Linked DNA regions of Mus musculus: all the other regions are linked to region 1. A link is a contact called in public HiCAR-type and promoter capture Hi-C data. All regions are on one chromosome and are shown on one strand. Each heading gives the region's core, a stretch centred on a gene start, on an enhancer-like site or on the middle of the called end of the contact. The rest is flanking DNA. Distances are from core to core; before and after follow the strand shown. Region 1 holds the start of Spo11 (SPO11 meiotic protein covalently bound to DSB). Region 2 holds the start of Fam210b (family with sequence similarity 210, member B). Region 3 overlaps Cass4 (Cas scaffolding protein family member 4).

The links. Promoter capture Hi-C pulls out the DNA fragments that hold promoters and counts their contacts. HiCAR-type assays count read pairs that join an accessible place to other places.
Region 2: a HiCAR-type map of astrocytes shows a contact between it and region 1, with 2.3 times the contacts expected there. The contact joins the promoter of Fam210b here to the promoter of Spo11 in region 1. A contact is called at or near these places in 1 of 39 promoter capture datasets (pre-B cells) and 4 of 115 datasets of contacts at active chromatin or transcription factors (astrocytes, bone marrow-derived macrophages, double positive thymocytes and 1 more).
Region 3: a promoter capture Hi-C map of pre-B cells shows a contact between it and region 1, with 2.7 times the contacts expected there. The contact joins the enhancer-like site here to the promoter of Spo11 in region 1. A contact is called at or near these places in 3 of 39 promoter capture datasets (the 3T3-L1 cell line, cranial neural crest and pre-B cells), 2 of 115 datasets of contacts at active chromatin or transcription factors (double positive thymocytes and embryonic stem cells) and 1 of 9 other capture datasets (liver).

Annotation. Positions count from the first base shown.
Region 1 is chr2:172,978,153-172,982,157 of GRCm38.p6, reverse strand. Spo11 (SPO11 meiotic protein covalently bound to DSB) reads right to left here and starts at 2,316. Exons shown (of 13, transcript NM_012046.2): 1 at 2,134-2,316; 2 at 66-179. The coding sequence starts at 2,264. Gm52538 (a long non-coding RNA gene) reads left to right here and starts at 3,038. Exons shown (of 3, transcript XR_003953974.1): 1 at 3,038-3,080; 2 at 3,817-3,914.
Region 2 is chr2:172,343,334-172,347,338 of GRCm38.p6, reverse strand. It overlaps Fam210b (family with sequence similarity 210, member B), which reads right to left and starts at 1,762. Exons shown (of 3, transcript NM_025912.4): 1 at 1,492-1,762. The coding sequence starts at 1,677.
Region 3 is chr2:172,410,885-172,414,889 of GRCm38.p6, reverse strand. All of the region lies in intron 1 of Cass4 (Cas scaffolding protein family member 4), which reads right to left. Among named protein-coding and RNA genes, the nearest start is that of Cass4, 19 kb to the right of the region's middle. Within about 2 kb of position 2,134, at least 79 of the 459 cell types and tissues checked have an H3K27ac peak or open chromatin away from gene starts, as enhancers often do. A contact at or near this core is called in pre-B cells, where this site is marked.

The sequences.
Region 1 (4,005 bases), core at 1,067-3,566:
CACACACGCAGGAGCACGAACACACATCTTTTTAAAACAGAGAAATAAAATTGCAAAATGCCCACATTATGTTTTCCCAGCTCGATCTGTTGTCTATTGTGAAGGCAGGCACTTCATTTCTTGCCAAGCTTTTGATTATGTCTTGGATAATATTTTCTATAGCTGTAAGAACCTCAGAACTGAAACAATAAACACAGTAAGATCTAATTTTATACCATGTAACATCTCCCAGATCAATACAAAGACAACCTCCCAATCCCCACCCCAACAGGATTTCTCTGTGGAGCCCTAGATGTCCTGGAACTCATTCTGTAGACCAGGCTGGCCTCAAACTCAAGAGATCTGCCTGCCTCTCTTTCCCAAGTGCTGGAATTAAAGGCATGGACATCTACCACCTGGCACAATTTCTTTATTTCATCATATTTTTGTTGTTTTGTTTTGTCTTGCTTTTGGAGACAAGGTCTCACAAGGTAGCAAAGGCTAACCTGGAACTCACCATGAAGTTCAGAATGGCCTCAAACCCACAATCCTCCCTTGCTTTCCTGGATGGTGGGATTGCAGATGTGGACCACCCCTCCTCGCTTCTGTTTGTCTCTTTAAGCCTTGCAAACACATGTCAGTAACCATCTCTCTTACCAAATTCTTACCTTGGCATGGATTCCAACAACTGTTCTCATAGCGCTTACTTACAAAAAATTAGATTTACCTGTAAATTCCTCTTTCAAAGAACCCTTTTGCATTAATGACGAGCTAATATAACTTACAAATACATTTTTTATTTGCTCACATTAACTTACTTCAATGTCGCTGAACTTCAATACAGACTTGGCTTGAAATACTACTGTAAAAATGTTTTAACTGAGGATGATGTAAGACTAGCTTTGAACTTCCTTCCCAAGAATTCAATGCAGAAACATTAACACACATATACGCTCCTGCAAGTGAGCAAGCGCGCTCGCTCTCACACACATACATACTTTCTTATAGCACATTGCCCTAAAATTGATATCATGACTAAAAATTAACCATCTTAAATTGTAATGATTCAAAAGGAAAAAAATTAATCACTACAAGAAAAGAAAAAAAAATGAATTTTGTACTAAATAGTTCACTTGGCCACAAAAAAATCATGCCTCTTTACCACAAAATATCAAGACTGAACCCAGCTTTCTCCAGCTGGCTGTTAATTTCACAAACCATCAGTTTAAAAAAAATATATATCTCAATCATTTTAAGCAACATTGGCACATTGCCTAAGGAGGAAAGCCAAGCTAAACAAAGAAGATGGGCAAAATGTTGAGTTTTAACAACCACACAATTCTCAACGTTTCTACTGTGTGTATGTGGGGGGGGGGATAGATCAGAAAATGGATTTTAAAACATTTACTATTTTCTAACACAATTTTTTTCAAAGTTTGGAATAGGCTGAGACAAATACTGAAGGTCAAGATATAGTCAGGTGAACCGTAGGAGAGTCTCTGTAGTTGGTTGTGAAGAAATTACTTACAATATGTTCATCTGTTCCCTTCAGGTTAAAAAAAAAAAAGTCTTATTATAAATTACTTAAAATGTGATGATGTCCTTGTTAGTTCTGAGAAATTAATTAGTGGTAGTTCAGAGAGTAAACGCTTTTCACTTTCTCTTTCCTCTTCTATCCCTCACTCCCAAACCTATTTTACACACACACACACACACACACACACACACACACAATTTTTTTTCAACATGGGGTTTCTCTGTCTAACAGCCCTGGCTATTCTGGAACTACTGATTTCAAACTCAGAAACCTGCCTGCCTCAGCCTCCCGGTGCTGAAATTAAAGCCCAGCTTTCATTTAAAACAAAAACAAAAACAAACAAAACAAAACAAGACAAAGCCCCATAAATCCAAAGCAAGTCTCAAGCTCTCTGACTATAAAGGACACTGATAAACCTAGGAACTAAGCCAGAGCGGGGCGCCTGGAACATTCTAGAAAACATCTGGTGTGTACAGGGTCCCGGTCACCACCAGGGAGCACTAGGGAGCACCGACTTCGGGGCTCGGACGTGGCCTCCGACGCTCTCCCCACGGAGGCCACCTCGGCGCCACGAGGAACCTTCCCGGGCTTTCCATGGCCCTGCCGAGCTGCTGTACCTAGAGGCCACGCGGGTGGCCCCGGCAGGGGTCTCCCCTGCGCCTCTCTTCACCATGGCCAACAGGGAAGCCCTGTGCCGATCCAGGGCGTCGAAGAACGAGGCCTCGGGCCCCATAGGCGCGAACGCCATAATGGCGGATGCGGAGCCGCTCTGAGGCCTCCTGCCCCTGCGAACCTTTCCGCGCTCTAGCCACGCGCATGCGCACTGCACCACTGACCGCGGGACAGCCCGCGGAGCAGAGTGCGCAGGCGCAGGGGCCTCTGAGGCGCCCCCCCAACACACACACACACACACACACACACACACACACACACACACACACACACACACACACACTACCCTTCAGGGAGGACATGAAGCTCTCAGATGCAGATCTCTGGGGTCGAGGTTTTCTTGGTCTGATAACTTAGGGGAAATAATACTTGCAAAGCTCTTTTGGGGGGTCATTTGGGGAGGTAATAATTACAACTTTTCACTAGGACGGTCATGGACCTGGGGATAGGTATGGGAGAAGGGAAACATTTCTGCCTGGTTTGGCTTCCTGCCTCTGTACCAGGTCCTCTCCACCTGCCTCCTCCTGTGTGCCGGGATTAAAGGCTTTTTACTGTCCAAAACATGTTTGGGATTTGCTTTTATTAAGAAGATTGTCGTTGGGGAAAGCTCGGCGTTAAGAATTTTAATGCACTTGTAGAGAGCCTAGGTTCATTCATTTCTTAGGACCCCCGCCAGGCAACTCATATCTGCCTAAAACTACACTTCCATGGGACCTCATGCCCTCTGGCCTCTGTGGGTTCCTGCATGCATGTGGTACTCACACATAAAAATATTTTTTTAAAAAAAGTGAATTTTTAAAAATATATAAAAAGTTGTTGCTTATCTGAAAATAGTATTTCCATCCTAAGCCTTAATAGCGTGAATATCACTTCCTCTCCTTGCAGACCTACGGTAAGACATGTCTCGCTTTATTCTCTCTGAGCCTTCTAGAGCAGAAGGTGGGATTTCTGAAGTCCTAGAGGAGCCTTGACTCTTAGAACCGTATCCTTAACAAAGAGAGACTGGGATGAGGTAAAAAACTGACTGGACCAAAGTGGCTTGAATCAAGGTGTATGAGAGATGCTGGGACTGATCCCGTGAGAGCCACCTGACCACAGGCCCCAGTTGATAGTTTTTATTTCTAATAGTCTAGTGGCAGAAATAACAGCCTCCTCTCTGCATGCCCATGCTGAGGCATCCCTTCCCTCTGAGGGACCAGCCACACTTCCCTATACTATTCTGTAGTATAGAATAGAGTTTATTTAGGGCATGGATGGGGAAGGGAGTTGAGAGAAAGGGGGGGTGGGGATAGAGGAGTAGAGGCTGGCTATGAGCACATGGGGGGGAGGAAGGGGGGAGGGAAATGGGGAAAGAGGGGGAAGAGGGGAAGAGAGCAAGGACAGGAGAGCAAGAGAGAGAGAGAGAGAGAGAGGAGGGGGCAAGCAACCCCTTTTATAATGAGTCAGGCCCAGCTGGCTATTGCCAAGTAACTATGGAGTGGAGCCTAGGCTAAAAGCCAACACTGCGTGTGTGTGTGTGTGTGTGTGTGTGTGTGTGTGTGTGTGTGTGTGTGTGTGTGAGACCTGTGTGAAGAGCCTTTCTTTATCATTATCACACTCCTTCCTGTTGCCTCTCATGTGCTATGCAGTGCTGGTTACCAGAGGGATGAGGGAGCTAGGTCTCTGTCCTCAGGAAGCCCTCAGCCCAAGGAGATGCAGCAACTGAACACAAACGGGCGAACCTCAGGTAAGTGTACCAGGAGATAGGTACACTTGAAATGAGTAGGGAAAACTCACCCTCATTTTCTGGATGGAGAGTCTGGGCTCAGAAAGGTTGA
Region 2 (4,005 bases), core at 513-3,012, 630 kb after region 1:
TTGCTGTAGGCAAGAGGTTGACATGTCACTCAAGACACTTGATTTACTATCTAGAACATTTGGAGACCCCAGCTGGCCTCCCAGTGAAGGCAGGCAGGTTGGAGGTGGAGTGGGAATGCCGGACTGAGTCCCAGGGCAGGTCCCTCCCCCACAGTTGGCTTCTTGAGGAGTATCCTTTTTGAAGTACAAGCTCAGCTCCTGGGCTCTGGAGGCCCTGGGCGGTGTGACACGGATGACAGAAATCACTGGTGTCAGCCATGATGTACCAGATGCCAGCTAGCATGCTGTCGCCTATCACATTCACCCTCTGGGAAATGACTTAGTAACATCTCATTTTACAGACATGGAAAAGGGATAGCGTTTGATCAAAGTGATTGACTTAGCAAGCAGAGACATGGATCCTATGAGCCTGAGACCAGACTTATCCTTGCTGTAAACACACCTGTCAAGGCAGAGTGTGTGTTTAAGGTTAGGGTTAGGGTTAGGGTTAGGCTACCAACAGGGCTGATGTGGCAGAACAAGGTGAGAGGTTGTACCAGATCGTGAAGGCAGCTAAGATCTGAGCGCTAGAGAAGAGACAGTATAGGGCGGGGGGGCACACTACTGGTAGTCAGGGAAGACTTTCTGGAGGAGAGGGAAGCTATGCGGTGCCCTGAAGCACGGTACGCTGTGAGTATCCTGACTTGTGCTCAGGAGCAGAGCTGAGGCCAGTGTCCTGTCTGTCAGGCAGGAGAGAGGGGAAGGAAGTCCTTCCATCATTGTGCTCGGCACTCAAGGAAAGCGACCAATCCCTAACTGAAAAGCCACGGGAGCAGACAGTACTCAGAACTGCCCGATTCATGGCAGTGATCTTTCTTTCAGACTCCCCCAGACCTCGACGCTTCCGATCTACTACTTCTGAACTCCTGCTTTTTTTTTTTTTTTTTTTTTTTTTTGAGACCTACTTGAGATATGCTGCTGTCTGAATGGAAGCTGGTTTTCACTCTGAGCACTCAGGGCAAGTAACCACAACAAAACGGGATGGACTGCCTGCTCTGAGCCTGCTCTTCCAGCTAGATAAAAGGGTGGCGCAAGGAGCACAGGGAAGCGGTAGATGTACCGGCGGCACCGGCGATGCCGCCTCCTGGGCCCAGTGCCCAGGCCTCAACTGAACTTCAAAAGGAACAAGTCCAGGGGCCGGACTGGAAGTTCATATAGAATTCAGGCCCCTTGCGATCGGCTCGGTAACGCCACTGTTCTGGCTTTCGAAACTGGGGCTCGGCGGGCGACTCCATGACCTTGGGCAGCGCACCATTCCACTCCTAGCCTCAGTTTCTCCGGCTGCTAACTGAAAGAGATTTTTCTCGGATTCTAGGAATCTGAGAACTCAGGGACCCCGGAGGTGACCCGTTTCGGTCAGGTGCAATGTAAAAATTGTCCATTGGGGCTGGCCCTGGCACGGCGCTCCGGCCACTTGGGGATCAGGGTCCGAGTGGCTGTGGGGAGTCTTACCTGGCGGCTGAGACAGTCCCCGCGGGCCGTGCGCAGCAGTCGGGCGTCCGGAACCGGATGGGACAAGGCTAAGGCCCAGAGCGGTGGAGCACAGGAGGTGGCGGTTCCCAGGAGCCAAGGGGCCAGGGGCCGCAGCCGGGTGCTCACTCTTCCTGCCGGGCCAAGCAGCGTCAACAGCCCGGCCATGGCGCGCCGCGAGCGCAGCTCCAGTGTGCCCACTCGGGAATCAGCTCCAACACAGCGCGGTGGGCGGGGCCGAGACCGGGGCCTCGAGCTCCACCCCCCGACAGGCCCCGCCCCAACACCTTTAGGGCCCGCCCCCGGAGCGGAGCTGAGCGTGGGATAGGCGGGGCTCTATAGCGGAGCGCAGGTTTTGGGCTCCACCCAACAGCTCCGCCCTCCGCAGAAGCAGCCTATCCATGAGTGGGTGGGGCATCTGGAGACGCTCGCTCTCTTTTGTTCCCGCCCCTCAGCCCCGCTTCCTTGGCTAAGTTCCGCCTCCTGAAGCGGAGTGGGCGGGGCTGGGGACCTGCCAAGTCTATCAGCCTAGTTCTCAGGACCTCAGGCCAGTTCTTTGTGGAATGCATTTTCTCAGAACTTTCCAGGATTTTGAGTTTCCGGACTGTGGAGCGCGGCTGGCGGCTGTTTCAAGCGAGGGCTAATGCATTCTTTGTTTTTCCTCTCAGCCGAATGGGTGAAACCTGGAAGACTGATGCTTACGTGAATGCTTTAAAGAAGAAAGGAACTATAGAGGTTAACTCTCACTTGAAGAAGCCCTCTAAATGAGCCTACTATATCGCGGCTGTGAACATGAAAGCAGCCACTGTGGAGAAAAGTTTTGTACTTTCACAGATAGTTAAAAGTACACAAACCAGGTTGGTCAGCAACTCCGCTCCCATAGTGTCTCAAGAGAAGCAAAGACTCACATTTCTGTCGGACTAAAATCTGACAAGAGGGCACTCTCTCTTACCTGGTGACTATGCACTGCCTGGGGACTTGGGCCCACAGGAAGGCGTTGCTGGCATTAGATGTGGCCCCTCTACCTTGGACCTCTAGGCCCATGAGCCAAAATTAACCCTTCTGTTCTTATAACTTAAAGAAATAATAGTAAACTGTTATCTTGACATGGTGGTGCAGATCTGTAACTCAAGCACCCAGGAGGCTGAGACAGAAGGATTAAGAGTTCAAGGCCAGCCTCGACCCCAGGAGAACCTGTCCTACACACATGCTCAGAAGACAGCAATACTCATAGCAGGGCAGTCCAGATATCTGTCAGCTGGAGAATGGAACTTCCATCTGTGGATCACTTGCTATCCAAGCTGAGTTCCACCCTGGGGCCCAGGCAAGGTGGGGGTGGGGGCTGGGAGGTGGGGGGAGAGAGCCACAGTCTCCACAAAGTGCTCCTCTGGCCTGTACACATGCTCCCTCCCATGCAATAATAATAAAAAAATTTTTTTAAAGTAAGGCGTGAACACCTTCATCCTAGGGACAAGTCTCAGGACTGCTTTGCCAAATGGAAAATTCCAGCCACAAACACAACATGCAGGAGGATTTCATCTTCAGAGAATGCAAAGTTCACAGGCAAAATTCTGGACCCCCCCCCCCAAAAAGGTCAGCGGCTATCTAGGATTGTGAGTGGGATTTGGGCGGGGATTCAAGGAGCAGGGGGCTGACAGGGCAGTGAGGGTCACCACAATAAGCAAAGCTCACTTTTATGCAGAGCAATCATACTTCAGTGAAACAATGCCAGCGGTCCCCAGGACAGGCACCGTGGCCCAGCCTATAACTACAGTATTTGGGAAGTAGAGGCAGGAGCTCCAGACCAGCCCCCAAGCTCAGTCTCCTTGACCCAAAAGAATAAAATGTATAAAGCTAACATTCTCAAGATGTGCTGGCTGGATTCCAGCTTGGCAGAGCTCTCAGAGTCAGAAACCACGCTGGTTATGCCTGAGCTCTGTTTGTGGTAGTCCGGTACCAGTGTCTGAAGGAGGCAGACTGATCCTGTGTGGACTGCTTCTGCTCAGGGTGTTCAAGCTATAAAGATGAGTTAAAGGTATAGTCCTAAGCCGGGCGTGGTGGCGCATGCCTTTAATCCCAGCACTTGGGAGGCAGAGGCAGGTGGATCTCTGAGTTCGAGGCCAGCCTGGTCTACAAAGTGAGTTCTAGGTCAGCCACAGAGAAACCCTGTCTCGAACCCCCCCCTCCAAAAAAAAATAAAGGTATAGTCCTCAGTCACATTGGTCCTGCAACTCCAGCTGTGTGACCTGGAGTCAGTGGCTCAGCCTCTCTGAGCTTCACCTTTTCGCTTGTAAATTGAAGACACCCTAAGAGTTCCTCTTGTAAGACTGTTGGGAGAAGTCTTGACACAAATGTTAGAGTGGGCTGTTACCTAGTGCCTGGTGCACAAAAGGAGAGGGCATTTGATCCGGAATGTCTCAAAGGTGTCAGAGAGGGCTCCCAGCACTTCATCTGGAGGGCCTCCTAGGTCCCACAATGCTCTTGTGTCTGGGTCTC
Region 3 (4,005 bases), core at 885-3,384, 570 kb after region 1:
CCCAAAAGTCCCCATATCCCCCCCACACTCCCCTATCCACCCACTCCCACTTCTTGGCCCTGGCATTCCCCTGTACTGAGGCAGATAAAGTTTGCAAGACCAAGGGGCCTCTCCTCCCAATGATGGCCGACTAGGCCATCTTCTGCTACATATGCAGCTAGAGATACGAGCTCTGGAGGTACTGGTTAGTTCATATTGTTGTTCCACCTATAGGGTTGCAGACCCCTTCAGCTCCTTGGATACTTTCTCTAGCTCCTCCATTGGGGGCCCTGTGTTCCATCCAATAGCTGACTGTGAGCATCCACTTCTGTGTTTGCCAGGCACCAGCATAGCCTCCCAAGAGACAGCTATATCAGGGTTCTTTCAGCAAAATCTTGCTGGCGTATGCAATGGTGTTAGCGTTTGGAAGCTGATTATGGGATGGATCCCGGGGTGTGGCAGTCTCTAGATGGTCCATCCTTTCGTCTCAGCTCCAAACTTTGTCTCTGTAACTCCTTCTATGGGTGTTTTGTTCCCTCTTAACCTATTCTTGGAAATACTTAGACTGTCCAAACTGCCCTGTGAGTGGGTGGGTGGCTTCTATTCATCTTGGGAAGTGGGTCACCTCCCTGCCCACCCTACCTGTCTGGAAGAGTTTATTGGTCCAGACAGGTGATGAGTCCTGCAGAGTCACAGCATGGCTGCAGAGATTTCCCCTGGCCCCCATGGTGAACCACAAACACAGGGACTTTCCTATTGAGAACTGGCACTCCTGCAGCTCCGACTACCCTTTCCATATGTTAACACATCTTCCTCCAGATGGTCAGCAAACATTTACCTAATGCTGCTGTCACGTGGCACTGACCCTGCCCCCTCCCCGCCCCCAACCATCCTTCAGTGCCTAGGCACTCTTGGGGTCCAGAAGCTTCCAGGCCCTCTGTGGTTTTCTATCTCCCATACTTCCCCACCAGCCTTCCATGGTCTCTCTGGCTGAGGATTTCGGTCCTGCCCACGCTCTCCCCTCCACCCCCAAACACACCAGCAGCTTTTCACCCATTGAAATTCCACGCTTCTAGACTCTTCATGAATGCCACTTCCTGAGAAAAAGTGTTCTTTGATGCCACCCTGCAAACCAAACTGGTTCTTCTAGCCTGTTTAGGATCTTCCCATGTCTGTCTCTAACTCACAGAGGACAACCATCCCTCTGACTGTCTCCCACGAGAGCAGGGTTCACACCCTCCTCCCTCTCAGCTGTGTCCCCCGGGGCCCACATTAGCCCTTGGTTGGTTTCATGATGGACAGGGCAGAGCCACACGCTGCTGGGGCTGTTGAGTCTCTAGGAGATAAAAAGTCAGAGCAGGAACACCTAGTTCTGTCTAGAGTGGGAGACAGGCAGTTTCCTGTGACACTGTGGTGGCCCTTTAAGCACAATGTAGAAGGAATGCTCACAGAGCTGGAACCAGATAAATGCTGGAATTGCCCTGGAATGTGGTGTCATTGTTTCACATGGAGGCCTGCAGAAACCAGCTGGGTTGATGTGCTAAAGGGCAGGGTTACAGACTCTTGTTGCGTGTTGACTAAAGGCTCAGACTTGGTAAAGCAACGGGATCCTTTCTAGAGGTTTTGTTTGGCTTTCAAACTTTGCTTCTCTGCCGTCTAGGCTGACCTTAAACTTCTGATCCTCCTGTCTCCACAGAGTTCAGGGACAGTGTGTGAGCCACTACACCTGGCAACTTGTTCTATTTCTGTAGGAGAGTCACAATTTTACCTTGTTGAAAGCTACTTATTAGTAATTCTATTTATTACTTAGGGGTCTGAGGCAGAAGGATTACTGTTAGTTTGAAGCCACCATGGGACACATTGTACGTCCTAGAAGTGGGCTCTGAGGTGAGAAATCCTGTCTCAAAAATAAGAGAGAGGGAGAGAGAGAGGGAGACAGAGAGAGAGGGAGATGGAGAGGGGGAGGGGAGGGGGAGGGAGACAGAGAGGGGGAGGGGGAGAGGGAGAAGGAGAGGGGGAGGGAAGAGAAAATTGCAACTTAACTATTTATTTTGGGAAAATGAAAAGCAAACGCTGGCTTTCACCCTTCACCACTCTTGTGAAATCTACTCAAAGTGCTTTTGAAGGGAGGCTTGCCACTGAAGCGTGCAGCATCTATCTGGTTCCCCGTGAGTGTCACACTGTCCCAGCAGCTGTGGCTTCTTCTGGGGAGGAGGGGCATTTCCAGAGAGCAATGGATCTTTAGGATCATCCAAGCCAGGAAACATCTGCCCCTCAGGGCACCCACAGCTGCGCTGGATCACCAGCAGCTGCCTCATTCCTGAGATACGGTTGGTTGGTTTCCTCCGACTGCCTGCCTGCCTGCCGCCTGGCCACGTCTTGAAAAGCAAAAGTAACCTCTAAGTGTGTCACAGAACGAGTCCCTTCTGTATAGTAGTTCTTTATAAATAGCACAGAGTGCCTTTGGAACATTAAACAGGCAATTATTATGATTCCCCAATTAATAAAACAACTAATTAAGTGTCTAATTAATAATTAACCAATTAATAGCCAAGTGATTAATCAAAGTATGAATTAATTAGATAATTAATTAATTAATTGAAGTACTGGGGATGGAACCTAGGGCTTCACGTCTGCTGGGTAGGCAACAAAAATTCCCCTAGTGTAGGTCACCAAGTTTTAATAAGAGAGACAATTCCGGTTTGTTACACAAGAAGAAGGAATCAGGCAAGGTGGCCCGGTTCCTGTAATGGATTCAAGCTTTAGGAGGTGGAAGCTGGGAGTTCAAGGTCATCCTGGCCTATAGAAAACCTGGTCTCAAAAGGTCAAACCAAACCAAACACTGCAACAGCAACAGCAACAGCAGAAGAGGAGCGAACCCCACGTGGTAATTCTCGGAACAGAGTGAATTATATGGGATGAGACTTGGTTTTTAAGTTGAGTGCTCAGACATTTTACATCACGAACTCCCAGAATATTTCAGATGTGGGCTGTCTTATCTTCATTTTACAGGTAAGAAAATAGAGGATCAGCGAGGTCTAATAACCTGTTCAAAGTCCCTCGGGCTCTTGGGGTTGCTCCCCATCTATCTTTGACTCACATATCCCTTCTTGGTCTCCAGCAAGAATAATATAAGACTTGTGTGTGTGTGTGTGTGTGTGTGTGTGTGTGTGTGTGTGTGTGTGTGTGTCACACACACATCTAAGTCTGTCTAAAAACTGGAATTGCTCACAACTGCATTAGGATACCAGCTAAGCCCCCCGGTGGCTTTGAGGCCCCACGGTCCACCCTCAGGCCTGCTGATCCTGCCCTCATTAATGGTCTTCCAGCCATATTGTTGATTGACATTTCCATAATGCTTCCAGCCCGGGGCTCATCCCTTGCCATTCCACGTACCCAGAACATTCTTTCACCAGATCTCTTCCTGACTAGCTTCCAGTTCAAGGGTCACCTCTTCCAAGGCCACCTCCCTCTATGCAGAGTTGGACTCCCATATAAAGGCCCTATGGGAGGACATAGCGAGGCGAGTCATAGCCAGTGTGTCACGTAGGGAGGGGAGCCAGCACAGCAGCCCCCCATGGTGACAGCAGGCAGTGAGTCATCACTGTGCACCCAGGCTCCTGGCACCACTGTGCTCAGGGCTTTGAAAATAACACATGGAAGCAGTTGACCGCCGCAGCTATGCAACCTGACAGCTGTCCAGCGGTCGTCAAGGATGGCTCGCAAACTATTTTTTAATAGCGTGTTAATTTGGAAACGTTGGCATGGATACTTTAGGGATGATGCAGGACACACGACTGTCTCTGCTTCTTGTGGGTGGGCACACGGGCAGCTAGAGTTCACACATAAAAGGAGAGGTGTTCTTATTTTAAAACTTAGAAACATTTTGTTTTGTGTGCATAGGTGTATGTGCACTTGTGTGTGTGTGTGTGTGTGTATGTGTGTGTGTGTGTGCTTGCATATGAACCACAGCATGCATGTGGAGGTCAGAGGACAACTTGCTGGCGTCAGTTCTTTCTACAATAT